Regions from separate parts of the Mus musculus genome. Here all the other regions are linked to region 1. Evidence: chromatin contacts called from public HiChIP or PLAC-seq and promoter capture Hi-C data. All regions are on one chromosome and are shown on one strand. The core of a region is the stretch at or near the end of the contact, and the rest is flanking DNA. Distances in the headings are between cores, read along the strand shown. Region 1 holds the start of Coa8 (cytochrome c oxidase assembly factor 8). Region 2 holds the start of 1700001K19Rik (RIKEN cDNA 1700001K19 gene). Region 3 holds the start of Cep170b (centrosomal protein 170B).

What was found. Promoter capture Hi-C pulls out the DNA fragments that hold promoters and counts their contacts. HiChIP or PLAC-seq counts read pairs in DNA pulled down with a chosen protein or histone mark.
Region 2: an H3K27ac HiChIP or PLAC-seq map of microglia shows a contact between it and region 1, with 4 times the contacts expected there. The contact joins the promoter of 1700001K19Rik here to the promoter of Coa8 in region 1. A contact is called at or near these places in 1 of 39 promoter capture datasets (liver), 1 of 115 datasets of contacts at active chromatin or transcription factors (microglia) and 1 of 9 other capture datasets (adipose tissue).
Region 3: a contact with region 1 is called in a promoter capture Hi-C map of cranial neural crest. The contact joins the promoter of Cep170b here to the promoter of Coa8 in region 1. A contact is called at or near these places in 2 of 39 promoter capture datasets (cranial neural crest and pre-B cells) and 1 of 115 datasets of contacts at active chromatin or transcription factors (pancreatic cancer cells).

The regions. Positions count from the first base shown.
Region 1 is chr12:111,711,120-111,715,926 of GRCm38.p6, reverse strand. Coa8 (cytochrome c oxidase assembly factor 8) reads right to left here and starts at 2,658. Exons shown (of 5, transcript NM_026511.2): 1 at 2,509-2,658. The coding sequence starts at 2,634. It overlaps Bag5 (BCL2-associated athanogene 5), which reads left to right and starts at 2,671. Exons shown (of 2, transcript NM_027404.2): 1 at 2,671-2,883; 2 at 4,515-4,807. The coding sequence starts at 4,540.
Region 2 is chr12:110,679,951-110,684,757 of GRCm38.p6, reverse strand. It overlaps 1700001K19Rik (RIKEN cDNA 1700001K19 gene), which reads left to right and starts at 2,139. Exons shown (of 6, transcript NM_025488.2): 1 at 2,139-2,187.
Region 3 is chr12:112,719,437-112,724,243 of GRCm38.p6, reverse strand. It overlaps Cep170b (centrosomal protein 170B), which reads right to left and starts at 2,070. Exons shown (of 19, transcript NM_001024602.3): 1 at 1,862-2,070. Gm46382 (proline-rich extensin-like protein EPR1) reads left to right here and starts at 2,078. Exons shown (of 2, transcript XM_017315329.2): 1 at 2,078-2,683.

The sequences.
Region 1 (4,807 bases), core at 1,409-3,908:
CCTCCTGGTCTTTGGGAGAGAGTTACAGGACAGCCAGGATTACACAGAGAAACCCTGTCTCAAATCAAAAAACAAAACAAACAAAACAAAAGACCAAAACACCAGGATGGTCGCTGTGACTCAGTCCTGGAGGGGGTGGGGGAGGCAGAGGAGAGATTCAAGGTCATCCTCGGCTATACACAAAGTCCAAGACTAACCCCCAGCATGATTCGCCAAAGACAAAAAAAAAAAAAAAAAAAGGTGGGGGGGGGGAGAGCAATAAGTACAAAGAGACCAGAAATGAAGTTATGAAGGTTTGAAAAGTGGGTCTTCTTAAAGCAAGACTGGAGAGATAAAGAAAAATGTGCACAGTTAACTAGTAGAGGATTTATTTTATTGAAGAAGAAATAGTTTGCAATGTTCTTTTTAAGTTTTTACTTCTTTGTTTGGTTTGGTTTTCAAGATAGAGTTTCTCTGTGTAGCCAGATGAGGCTGGCCTCAAACTCAGAGATCTGCTCTGTCTCTCCCTTGAAGCACAAAGTTACCTTTAAGACGTGCTATTTACAAAGTTTCTTTGCAATACAGCAATCCGTCTTACAGCCATTTAATAACTCAGGAAACAAAGTAGCAACACAGAGGAAACAGCCCTGAGGCAGAACTGTTTTCTTTTGTGCCTCCCAATATTTACCATAATAGGTCATTTAGATCCTAAAAACCATAGCACAGGGAGTACAGAATTAGGCAAGCTCTGGCTGGTAGTCAGGCCCCCTAGCCACAGTCATTCCCTCTTCGACTCTCCAAGAGTTGAGCAGCACAGGCTTGCCCTGAGACTCCAAAAGGCTGAAGGGTTTACCCTGAGGATCCAGACCCCAGGTACCTTGTTTTGAGAGAGGGTCTCATCGTGTGTGTAACCCTGACCCCCCTGAAGCTGCAATGCTGACCAGCTTGCCTTTCCAGTTGAAGGCGGTGCCGCCAGGCCTCCAGCAAGACTCTTCCAAGACTGCGGGCTTCTTAGCCTTCTCCAGCATTAGTTCACCAGAAACGAAGGTCAGGCAAGATGGCTCAGAGGGGAAAGCGTTTCATAAGAAAGCCTGAGTTCCACCCCTGGCACCAACCATGGAAGGGATAAAGGCTCTCCAGAAAGCTGTCCTCTCAACTCTGCCGCAGGCATATCACACAAAATCATTGCAATTTTTAAAAAAGTAAAAATGAATGTTAAGGCAAACTCTGACCACGAGAAAGCTGCTGGGTGAGTTAAATTTTCCCCTCCCAAAGCATGTTCAGGCACCTGTTTCATCTTTTCTGCCCAAGGACTAGAGTTATATTTTCTAAAGACAGAAGTGAAGGCTTGTTTTTTTTCTTGTGCCAGGAAACTGAGCCAGAGGCCAGGGTCCTAAGGCAACAAATCTAAACTGGAGTAGTCAGAACTTCAAAGCTAAAAGTGTGCAAGGAGACACAGCATAGCAGAGATGAAAATTTTCACAGCAAGCACATTTTGCAATTCTTAATTTTCTCCATCTCTCTTCTCTCTCCTCATCCCTCCTTCCCTCTCTTCATTATTGCTTAAACCAAGCTCTCTAGTCTCTATCACTAGCTTAGTGGTCATTGAAGTGTTAGTAGCCACTGATTAATGTTTTACCTCCAGCCTTAGCGTTTTCATATGACTGATAGACTCTAAACCTAGGCCTTTTTTTTTTTTTCCCGAGACAGGGTTTCTCTGTGTAGCCCTGTCCTGGAACTCACTCTGTAGACCAGGCTAGCCTCAAACTCAGAAATCTGCCTGCCTCTGCCTCCCGAGTGCTGGGATTAAGGCGTGGGCCACCACGCCTGGCAACCTAGGCCTTCCTTAAGCAAAGCATTCTGTTGCAAAGAAGTGCAACTGAGGGCTGGTGAGATGGCTCAGTGGGTAAGGGCACCTGACTGCTCTTTGGAAGGTCCAGAGTTCAAATCCCAGCAACCACATGGTAGTTCACAGCCATCCGTAACGAGATGTGAACTCCCTTTTCTGGAGTGTCTGAAGGCAGCTACAGTGTACTTACATATAATAAATAAATAAATCTTAAAAAAAAAAAAAAAAGAAGTGCAACTGACTAAAAAAAAAAAGCTTTATTTAGTTTTATATATGTGAGTGCATTGTTACTGTCTTCGGTGTTCCTAACAGCTGAACCATCTCTCCAGCCCAGCAATTGTTTTTTTGAAAAAGGCTTCACGCCCATTCTTGCTGCAGACCTGCACTGTGGATCTCTGACATCGCGTGCACGTTTACAAACAATGCGAAGTCTACAGAAGTGGGATGATGAAGTCAGCCACGGCTTTAAGTCGAACACTAATCTTAACGATGCGAAAATGAGAAAGAACACCCTTCAAGAGCTGTGTTAATACAAATGGGAATTAACTCGGGGATAAGCAAGGCTCGCGCTCTCCACAGCGGATCCCGGGCAGTGATCATCAGTCCGTCGGAGAGGTGCAGGCGGCGTGGGTTTGCTCGGCGGCCTTCCTCCCTGCCAGCGCCCCCGGCGTCCCGCTTACCCGGCTGGACGCCGCATCCCTGTGATCCGTAGGGCGCTCACGGGCCAACCTAACGCCGCCGCCGCCGGAGAAGGACCGGCAGAGAAGCCGGCGAAGCGCTCTGCTTCCGGGCCGCAAAGCCGCCATGGCCCGCGCGTACGGCAGGATCGCGACAGTGGAAAGGTTGGCGTTACGGCGGCGTCGCAAAGCCCGAGCCGACGCGCGGCGAGGCCGACCGTGCGCATTCCCTGGGACGGACGCCGGGCGGCGGGGCCCGCGCGGGACGAGGAGAGGACAAGTTTTCCCCGGGCTCACTGCTGACGGGCCCGCTCTGCGAGGACGGCGACAACGCTGCGGAAGTGTAGGTGGCGGGGCGCGATGGCGCGTGCGGCCCAGGTGAGCGTGGGGCGAGGGCGCGAGCTCCGTTCTCCCGGCCTCGGGCGCTCCGCCGCCCTCGCTGCGCAGGCCCGCGCCCGCCGCGCGCCCATTGTGAGGTCAGGCGGCGGCGCGTCCGGCCGGGCCGAGACCCGGGAGCGGCCGCCGCGGCCAGTAGCTGCCGCCGCCTCCGCCGGCCCCTTCACCGGCTGCCCGGGTCAGACCTAGCCGGGAAGGGCGAGGGGGGATGCCGCTGGGGGCACCGCTGCGGTGCCGCTCCCCGTGAAGGGCCGATCTCCCACCTCGCAGCCCCCCGCGGCAGCCAAGACCGCCGCCGCCCAGACCTCCCGGGGTAAAAGCTCTGCGAGGGCCGGGCTTGGACCCTCCCGGGGACTGAGTTCTGTGGCCTGCCCGCCAGAAGTGAGCTGTTTGACAGAAACCTGAGAGCGTGGGAAATGCTCTAAGCGCACATACCGGGAGGCGAGTGACCGAGTTAATCGCAGTCGGCAGGTTTGGGCGGCGGGTATTTGAAGTCAGGGTGAGGATTTGGAAGTTTCGTAGCTCCTCTTTCAGAAAAGTAGAAAGTTAGCTAGCTGTCTGGACGAATGGTGCTCCTGTGAGTGTGGAAGAGCTACTGTTAACTTCCAAACTGGTTCCAGAGAGTAGATTAGGATGGGGGGGGGGGGGATCTAAGGAAATTGTGTTGCTAACCTGGTGGGTTGACTAGAATGGCAGTGTACGCAGCTCGCTCTCATGGTTTAAGACAGAATTCATAGGCCTAGACATCCACCCAGGCTGGATCATGAGGACCTTCTGTCTGTCGTTCAAATCCCTACCGTGTTCCCCTATTTCCGTTTTGCTTTGAATTCTTAGGGTCACCAAGTAGCCCATGGTGATCTTGAATTCGTAGTTCCCTTTCCTCTGTATCCCCGACGCTAGGATTGTAGGGATACACCAGCACACCGGTGAGCTTGCTTTGTTTTGTTCCTGTCCAGCTGTTTTCAGGAGAGGGAGTTGACATGTCACATCTTCCCTTTCCTCAAGCAACCTTTTACACCTTTGACGAAACCTTTTGTGTATTTTGGTGCATGCCCAGGTGCCAGAGTTTGGCCTCCCTGCCCGCCCACCATCATTTCCTTGGTGTCCTTTGACTTTGGCTTTTGAAGTGGGGCTTCCCATGGTCCTGAAGGTCCTCGGTTAGGCTAACCTGGGCTGGCCAGTGAATCACGAGATCCATCTATCGCCGTCTCCCCGGCACTGGCTTGCCTGGCTTTTCTGTTTTACTTCATGGGCGTTGGCGCTTCGCCTGCATGGATGTCTGTGCATCACTGTGTGCCTGGTGCCTCTGAAGACAGAAAGGGAATCAGATGCCCTGGGACTGGGGTTACCTGTGTGGTCATGCACTGTCATGTGAGTGCTGGTAATCAAACCCAGGTCCTCTAGCCAGCACCTTTAACCACTGAGCCCTCTCTCCAGCTCCGCCCCAGCTTTTTTTTTTCCACATGTGTTCTGGAATTCCAGCTTGGACACTTGATGAAAAATTATCTCCACAGCCCGAATGAGCCCTTTTAACAAGTGTACTAAGAAGGAGTGTTTAGAGTGGGTTCTTGTCCTGCAGAGACTAATACGTTATCATTCTTGCTATCTTTCAGTGCTTGTGAAACTGAACACAGAAGTATGGATATGGGAAACCAACACCCCTCCATTAGTAGGCTTCAGGAGATCCAGCGGGAAGTAAAGGCTATAGAGCCGCAAGTGGTCGGCTTCAGCGGCCTGTCGGATGACAAGAACTACAAGAGGCTGGAGAGGATTCTGACCAAACAACTTTTTGAAATTGACTCTGTGGATACGGAAGGAAAAGGAGATATCCAGCAAGCTAGGAAGCGGGCGGCACAGGAGACAGAACGTCTCCTCAAGGAGTTGGAGCAGAATGCCAACCACCCAC
Region 2 (4,807 bases), core at 890-3,389, 1.0 Mb after region 1:
CTGGACTGGAGGGAGAGATTAGCTGGGGCGAGTGAGTGCAGGTAGAATTTTTGGGTCAGTGGTGAGTTCAAGGGCAAGGGACACACACACAACACAGGAACAGCTTTGGGTTTATTGGTGTGGGGAGAGGGGTATTTATGCCCCCGGGAGGTGCCAGGGTTACTGGGACAAGGTTGGTGTGACTGCCAATTATCATTGGCCAGGGAAGGAGTGTTGGAAGACTCAGGGGAGGAGGGAGCCTTATAGGGTCAAACAAAAGTACTAAATTCCTACTAGGGTTGATGGTGGGACAGCTGGCTTCATGGTGTCAGGTTGGAAGCGTGTGTGTGTGTGTGTGTGTGTGTGTGTGTGTGTGTGTGTGTAACTAACTCCTGCTATCCTCATCTGAGGTATCCAGGGTTGAAGCACTCTTCCGCCTTTCCTCTGCAGTCCTGGGCCATAGATTTCTAGCATAAAAAGAATAAAAGACAGGGCTGGAGAGATGGCTGAGCAGTTAGGACCACGTGCTGTTCTTGCAGAAGACACAGGTTCAGTACCCAGCATCCATCTGGTGGCTTATAACCATCTTACCCCACTTGCAGAGAATCTGACACCCTCTTCTGGCATCCAGTGGCAGGCACATGGGCAAGACACTCATAACACTTAAAATAACTTTTGAAAGACTAGTCTTAAAAAAAAAAAAAGGGGCTGGCGAGATGGCTCAGTGGGTAAGAGCACCCGACTGCTCTTCCGAAGGTCCAGAGTTCAAATCCCAGCAACCACATGGTGGCTCACAACCATCCGTAATGAGATCTGACTCCCTCTTCTGGAGTGTCTGAAGACAGCTACAGTGTACTTACAATAATCAATAAATAAATCTTTAAAAAAAAAAAAAAAAAAAAAAAAAAGGATAAAGGAAAAACAGAAAGAATACCCAATACCAGTAGGTTGTGCCCTCTGAGTATGTTGGAATGTGGCCTGAGGGGTGTCTGCCCACTGCAGCTGGTCTGCAGCTGGTCTTGGCTCTCAGATTGGGTATGACTGGCTGCAGGTGTCCCAGCTTCTTGCTTAGAGATACAGTTTCTCAAGGGATCTTTTATGTCCCTTAATAATCCACTCTTACTTCCTTAGGTGTTTGTTGTGGAGATGGGGTCTCATGTAGCCCAGGCTGGCCTTGAACTTACCAAGTAGCCAAGGATGGCCTTGACTCTTCCTGCCTCTACCTTCTGAGTCCTGCCTGGGATGGCCACCACACATGGCTTCCTTCCTTGAGTCTTGCACTGGGCTCCACGTGTGCACGATTTCTCTGTGTGGCTTTCCATTTGTGTATTTCGGAGGTACCAAAGGGTCAGTGAGACAAGAAACTCCCCCAGGCTCCCAACCCATTGCCTGTTACTGAATTATTCCCTCATCTTGTTCCCTTTTCCTTAATGCTTCTCTGTCCTCATGCATACACAGGGACTGGGAACCACCTTTAAAGGCACAGGTGACCAAGGGACGCTCTTTCTCATCCATAGCTTGAGGGTCTTGGGAGTTCAAGTTGGCTCAGAAATTGGGATTCAAAGTCCCCAGGGCAGCTAGGGAATGGCAGAAGAGGAACCAGATAATGACACGCAAACAGCTCTGCACAGATGGCAGAGGGGACGGCTTGGCTCCTTTAACCCTAGTGTCCCACAGAAGGAAGAGCTGTGGGCAACTGGAAGGGGAGATGGCCTAGTGACCTGACTATAAGAGGAACTAGGTGGCAGGGTGGGACAAAACCGGCTGTGTGGCCAGAATGAGAATTTGGAAGCTATCCTAAGGCACAAGACAGTCCTCGAAGTCTTGGTGGCCTCTCTGGTCTTAAGTGCACCCCAGCAGAGTGCCTTGCACCCAAGGAAGGAAAGGCTTTGAGGAGCCCCGTGGCTGTTGAGGATCAGGCCTGTATGCACAGGATAGGGACAACTACCCATGCTGTGTGAAGCAGGCAGGCAGCAGAACTCGGGGCACAGGGAACTGAGGGGGGGAACTGGGAACTGTGGTTTAGGGCCTATGGTCCGGAGTGCACACGTGGATCTCTTCCCAGTCACAGCCCCAGGAGCAGTCACACTGGGTTGCCATGGAGATACCTGTGACATCATGCAGGCCTAAAGCACAGGATACCTGCCTCCTCCCTTCTTGTCTCACAAGTGATTCCCTGGGGACCAAAATGAACATGCTACCCAGGAGGTAAGTCTAGAATGGCAGTCCTTGTCCTCCAAACCAGAAGCCTGGAGCCAATGAGCTTTAAATAACCATTAGCCCCAGGATTGCTCTAGCTGCCTCACCAGGTTCACAGAGCCCTAACTCAGTGGCCCCTCTCCAGCTACTGTTAGGGGCTCCTCGTCATTTATACCACCTAAATTTGAGCCGACTTTCTTGGGGACAGAATAAGTGTGGTCTGGTTTGGATCTCTGAACAGATGTGGTCACATGTGTTCCACCAGGTATGTACCTCCGAAGCCACTGTCCCCACAGGGCACTTGTAAAGGACAGGATAGGGTGTGTGTGTGTGTGTGTGTGTGTGTGTGTGTGTGTGTGTGTGTAAGGTCCCTGATAAGAGGAGGTCATTCTTTGACAATGAAGATGTGACCCCCTTGGAGTAGGTATCCCTGCCCTCCTGCCTTCTCCAGGGCTCTGCTGTTTCAGGGAACCTCGTTGTGAAGTGGGTAGATGACAGGGGTTGGTTCCTCATTTGCCCTGAGCATGAAGACTGGGGTTTGAGAAGGGCCAGGCGATGCATAATGCTGAGCAGCTTTGAGAGAGCAGGGGCTCTGCCCAGAGCTGAGCACCCCTCTCCTCCCCCTTGAACCCATAGGAGAATTCTGGGGCACCTTGGAATTAACGTGATGGATTAGCATCTACATGCAAAGCCATGGCAGGGTGGGGGTGGGGAGTCTAAAATAAAATACTATTTTTACTTGAAGTTTCCTCTAGACAAAACTGACTTGGAATCAGAACTGAAGCCCCATTTGCAGCCTTACCAAAGTCTGCCTTGCACTTGCTGAGTTCCTCTGCGAGGAAGCCATTTTTATTTTTATTTTTAAGATTTATTTATTTTCATTTATATGAGTACACTGTAGCTGTCTTCAGACACAGCAGAAGAGGGCATCAGATCCCATTACAGATGGTTGTGAGCCACCATGGGAATTGAACTCAGGACCCCTGGAAGAGCAGCCAGTGCTCTTATCCACTGGGCCATCTCTCCAGCCGGAGGAAGCCACTCTATGTGAGCTCTGATCCCTCTTTGGGCTAAGCCCACCTTTCTCCCAGGAGATTGCGCCCCGAGATTCACTCCCACTTTCTGGGACTGCAGCCAGGTTTCCAGCTTGTCTTTCTGGACACAGCCCCAGGGGTTGTGACAGGGTTTGGGGGTGGGGTGGGGGTGAAAGATGACATCACCAGGCTAAGCAACAGCTGCCCTCTGCCCTCCTCAAGAAGGGAGGGGCCCCTGGGAACACTCGCAGCCTGTTCCTGCGGCTGCCTTGTTGACAGACATCTCATTTTTATCGTTTGCATTGAGTTTGTTCGCTAGTTAGTAGCTCTTTACTGAGGTGTTATAATAATCTGTGCTCCCTGAAAAAAAGATTCACTAGAAAAATTTGTCAAGGAAGGGTTTTTTGTTTTGTTTTATTTTATTTTTTGTTTAAGTCTGAGTGTCTGTCTGTCTGTCTGTCTGTCTGTCTGTCTGTGTATCATGTGAGTGCAGTGCCTGCTGAGGCTAGAAGAGGGAGTCAGATGGGAACTGGACAGATGGTTGTGAGCTGCCCTGTGGGTGCTGGGAATTGAACCTGGGTCCTCGGGGAGAGCAGCCACTCCTCACCCCTGCGCCACCCCTCCAGCAACTCTCCTCTCCCTCTTTTCTCAGGAAGGTGTCCAATGCTTAAATGAATCCCCAGTGACTGAGGTGATCCACCCAGCTTGCAGCTGTGGGGCTAACCCCAAGATTCTTTTTTTTCTTTTCTCTTTTCTTTTCTTTTAAAAAGATTTATTCATTATATGTAAGTACACTGTAGCTGTCTTCAGACACTCCAGAAGAGAGAGTCAGATCTCATTATGGATGGTTGTGAACCACCATGTGGTTTCTGGGATTTGAACTCAGGACCTTTGGAAGAGCAGTCAGTGCTCTTAACCGCTAAGCCATCTATCTCTCCAGCCCTCTTTTCTCTTTTCTTTTCTTTCTTTTCTTTTCTTTTCTTTTCTCTTTTCTTTTCTCTTTTCTTTTCTTTTTAAAAGATTTATTTATTTATTATATGTAGTACACTGTAGCTGTCTTCAGATGCACCAGAAGAGGGCGTCAGATCTTATTACAGATGTTTGTGAGCCACCATGTGGTTGCTGGGATTTGAACTCAGGACCTTCGGAAGAGTAGTCGGTGCTCTTAACCACTGAACCATCTCTCCAGCCCTTTTCTTTTCTTTTCTTTTCTTTTCTTTTCTTTTCTTTTCTTTTCTTTTCTGTTCTGTTCTGTTCTTTTCTTTTCTCTTCTTTTCTTTTTTCTTTTTGTTTGTTTGTTTTTGTTTTTGTTTTTCCGAGACAGGGTTTCTCTGTATAGCCCTGGCTGTCCTGGAACTCACTTTGTAGACCAGGCTGGCCTTGAACTCAGAAATCTGCCTGCCTCTGCCTCCCGAATGTTGGGATTTAAGGCATGCGCCACCACACCCAGCCTTTCTTTTCTTTTTTAAAGCTTTTTTTTTTTCCTGCTAGGTGGTGATGGCACACACGTTTAATCCCAGCACTGGGGAGGCACTACAGATCTCTCAGTTTGAAGCCAGCCTAGTCTATAATGTGTAGTTGTATAAAACAATCCA
Region 3 (4,807 bases), core at 821-3,320, 1.0 Mb before region 1:
CCAAGCCTTGTTCAAACACAGGAATTAGCTTCAAGAGCAAAGCATGAATCCAAGCTTGGGCCTAGACAGTGGCTCTGTGTAGGCAAACTGTCCAAGAGGGGGCAGTCTAGAGCTCCTGAGTCCTGGTGACTCACAGTCTAGTTATACTGTGAAGAACAACTAGAGTGTCTGAGCATTGGCACTTTCCAGGTGGTTGCCACCTGGATTTGAACCCTTGTACTTTAAAACAGCGCGTGCACACATGCACACACACACACACACACAAGAAAGTGAAAGGAGAAAGCAATAGAAGGAATAACTAAGAGTCAAGTGGAAGACTCGTCACAGGTAAGAAAGGGAGCAGTGTGGGGCAGAGGAGGCAGAGGTGAAGGCAGGACCACAGCGTGCAGAAGTTGGAAGCTGGATGAGGGGCAGAGAATACGGAAAGACTCCGGGCCCCCACAGGGCTGGTCAGGTGGAAGCAGGATCGACCACACAAGTCATCTCTCTGGAAGTGTCAACTCACACAACACACACACACTGGAGAGGTCACACTAGTGATCTGAGGGACCAAACCCTGTCCTGCATTTCCCAGGAGCCATGCCCAGAGACGTCAACACTGGGCTGCTCACCCAGGTCTCGGGTCCCTTCGGGGTAAGCAGCAGGCAAGAACACAGGGCTCTGTCCATCTGTGAAGGCCCACAGCACTCCTTCAGGAAGCAGGAGGAAGATGGAGAAAAGAAACCTGCCTCCCCAGAAAACAGCTCCAGGTGGTCAGGAACATACCCATACCCTGCTCTGAGGTCCCCTTTCCTTAGGGCCCAGCTTGAGAGGCAAGGGCTAAAGGGGCAAGATTTCAATGCCCTTGCAGCCTCTAGGACCTCACTGGGTATCCATAGCCCCAACTCTCAGAAAGACCCAATCCTACTGGCAAAGGTGTCAGGGCTGTGGAGGGAGCCCCCCCCCCCCCCAGGCCCCAGACCCAGGGCGTCACTGAGCCTCCCAGCCCCACCCAGCCTGGATGTCTCCTACTCTGACATCACCTGCCTGCCATCATCTCACTGTGGACAGCAGGCACGGGGACACCCTTAGAGGAGAGGGAGGCCAACCCCCAGAGCCTGGTCATGGGGTGACCACTGCCACCGCCAGTCCAACTTGGAAAGGCTTCTGAGCCAGGGCTTGCTGTAGGAGGTTTGGGGCTAGGCTTAGCCCGGCCATCGTTGCTAGGAGGGAGAATAATAAACACCCCAAACTTGTCCCCTCAGCCGCGCCAAGCAGAAGAGCCACCACCCGAAGGTGAAGGAGGAGGTGGCGATGCAGATGCTGAGAGACAGTGGGAGGCAGGGAGCAGCCCCGTGGCTGAAAGGAGCAGACAGGAGGAGGTCCCCTCCTGGCCGCGGACAGCCCAGAGGCAGAGAAAGCAGGGAGACGGTGGCGGCTAAAGGGAAAGGAGAGAAGAGAAGGAAGACGGAGGGAGGGACCGCAGAAGGAGGGGGGACCGGGCACCCGGGAGGAGGCCGGGAGGCGGGCAGGCGCGCCAGGCCCAGAGGGGGAGGGAGCGGCGTTGTATCCTGAATCAGCGCTGGCCCTGCCCGGGCGGGGACCGGGCGCCCAGGTCTACCAGCTCGGCAGGCCGCGTAGACATGCGCGGGGCCAGGCCTTGTCGCCGGTGCCAGGAGGCCCCTCCCGGGCGCGCGCAGACATGGGCAGCATCGGCAAGCGCTGGCCGGGCCAGGTGTGCCGGGCCCTCGCCCAGCCCCTTCCTCACCGCCGCTTTTGTCCAGCCCCGCCCGCCCCGGTGTGGCCTGGAGGCACGCAGGTGCCCTGCTGGAGGCCCTGCCGCCGTGGGCGCAGGGCTGGCGCGGCCCCTCCTGCGTCCTACCTGTGCTCCCGCCAGGCCCGCGGCTCGCCCGCCCGGACGCTGCCCGGCCCAGCCCGGCCCTCTGCCCGCCCGGCCGAGCGCTGGGCGGGGCCGCCGCCTAGGACATGCCCGGCGCGGCCCGCACGCTGGCGGCAGCCCCGGCCGAGCCCACGGGCAGAGCGCCGGACCGCGGCCTCGCGCGGCGGGTCCCCTGACGTCTGCCGCGACACGCTCCGCCCCGGCGCGCCCCGCCCCCGTGATGCCCCGCCCCGCGACGCCCCGCCCCCCGGAAACCAGGTTAGGGCGGGCCAGCCTCAGCAGGTGAGCTGGACTCCGCAGCGCCGCCCCAGAGGTTACGCGCGGCCCCTCCCGTTCCGTCCACCCGTCCCGGCGCACCGGATCGGGCAACCAGGAACGGGCGATCACCTTTGTCCCCGGCCCAGCCTGGGGCGGCGCATCTCCGCCACCCTGTGCATTCAGACCCCCTTCTCTCTGGCGCTGGCTATCCCAGGGTTGCGAGAAAGGGCGTACGGCTGCCCAGCGTCCTGTCCCAGAGCCGAATAGTTAACATTTAACCACATTCCAGAAGCCCGAGCTCCAGCCGCTCTCCCAGCCCCAACCTTTGGCCTTTCAGCCCAGTGGAGGGGTGCAGGGCGAAGGAAGTAGGATGGATCCCAGAGGCCTGTGCGTCCAGCTGGGTCTCTTCCTCCTGCGCCCTCGACGTTGCAGGATAGGCCACGGGCTCGGGACAGGATGGTGGGCAAAGACACCAACGTACCTGGATGTCACAGTGGGCTGGACGGGGAGGGGCGGGGAACTCCGGAGGCTCTCCCAGTTCCTGAGGTAAGTTCTCACCGGCCGCTGGCTGGTGCCTGGTGCAACAATGGAGGTATCAGGTGTCCCTCTAGTGCCAAGGGGGAAAGGATTAGCGTGGGGCGGAGCGGCTTTGCAGAGTGGTGGAGAAAGTACTGTTCAGAGTGCATTCCTGCATTCCCGTTGAAGGGTACTAGTGAGGGCCTTGGCGGAAGTGGAATGCAGAGCAGAACTCCAGGCCTAGGAATGTGCGCTTTATCCTGCTGGTACAGGAGCTTCGTGAACCCAATCCACCCCGCCCAGGCTCCAAAGCCAGCGGGCACAGTTGCCCATCCCTGCCCTGTAGAAGGAGGTGGAAGGGGTTCTACACAACTCGAGAGTAGAGGCAAGCCCGCCAAGAGGAGACAGATAGGAAAAACTGCATGAGAATGTGCTAGGTTGTTGGGCCTGGCTGTGCGAGCTTATAGTACAGGCCCAAATGGGGGAGCCTGGCTTGCGGTATGGACAGAGGAGGAACCTGTAGCCTCGTGACCAATTTTGGATGTCATCCCAAGGACAGTGGGGCTCAGGAAGTTTGTGCCAGCTGAGACCTGATGAGATGAAGGCCTTGGAGAGAGCTCTAGATGTCTTTGTGGGCAAACGGGAGTACTTTGAGGGGGAGGCCAGGACTCCAGGGAGAGGCCAGGAACTGGAAGAGATGGAGGCAGAGGAGACTTGTCAGGTACTGGAAAGAGGAGGGCTGGGTACGTTCCTGTCTTCCTAGCCCATTTGTCCTTGCCAGGGTTGTTAGCCCCGGTCTCAGCTTCCGGGAGCTGTATGGGGATTTTGCAGTTTCTTCCTAGTAGACTGAGACTGTCCTGTTTCTGAGTCCCAACTCCCGAGCCGGGCTCTCCCATTCTCTTGGCTCTGTAAACAGCCCTTTCCCCAGCGGCTTCGCTGTCTTAGCTTAGCTACCCCTTGCTCACTCCTTAGTAATGGATGCTTATAAACGTTATTATTTTTTTTTTCTATTTGAGACTTTTACCTGGGTTGTGGCTCCTTCCAAGGTGAAGGACGGGAGATGAAGGAATGGTGTCCTGGGTTCTGACTGAGGCCCCTGCCAGCTGTGCACTGTCATGGGGTCGGTATCCTTAGACATGAGGGCAGGGTTGGAGTGGGCTGCTGCTTCCTGGAAGGGGAGGAGGGGTCAAGCTCGCTTGAGTGACTTGAGCAGTAGCATTGGGATCAGAAAGCAGATCTAGTAGTAGCTTCAGTCTTCATCGAGTAAGGGTGACACTTAAGGCCACTGAGCAGAGAGGCTTCCTTTAGTTCAAACTAAGAACACACAGACCAAGTAAGGAACCCCCACCAGTGCGGACCTACCATTTCCACCAAGTAACCTGCTAAACATAACCGCAGGCTTGAAAGACTTTTGATGTCTTAGCTTGGTTTCTATTGGTGTGAAGAGATATCACGACCACAGCCACGCTTACAAAGGACAGCATTTCACTGGGGCTGGCTTACAGCTTCAGGGGTTTAGTCCTGTATTGTCATGGCAGGAACCGTGGCAGCATGTAGGCAGCCGTGGTGCAGGAGAAGGAGCTGAGAGTTCTTAGGTCTTGATCCACAGGCAGCAGAAGGAGATTGTCACACTGGCTAGACTTGAGCTTATAAAACCTCCAAGCCAGCTCCACACAGTTCTGCCACACTCCCTATGGCCAAGCATTCAAATACATGAATCTGTTCAAACCACCATAGTAGACATGTCTAAAACAAACACACACGGCCAAGAAGCACATGAAGAAAATGGACACCACCGCTGATCACTCTGGAAGTGTAAGTCAGAGACCACCTCACACCTCTCAAGATGGCTGCCACACAGCAGAGCAATTACAGAGGAAGGGGTGGAGAAGTGGGGGCCTTTGTGTGTAAGATGGCTCCGTTACTACAGAAATGACAGAAAATTTGAAATTCGCATGTGCTCCTGCAATCCCTCTCCTGGGTAGTCACCTAAAAGAACTGGAAGTTCAGGCATGAACAGGTACACACACACACACTCACACACACACACACTCACACACACACACACTCACACACACACACACACACTTGTCACCACATTCTTGGGGCTTTTAAAAGGCTCAGAAACAATAAACATAGGAAGTGTGTAGAGAA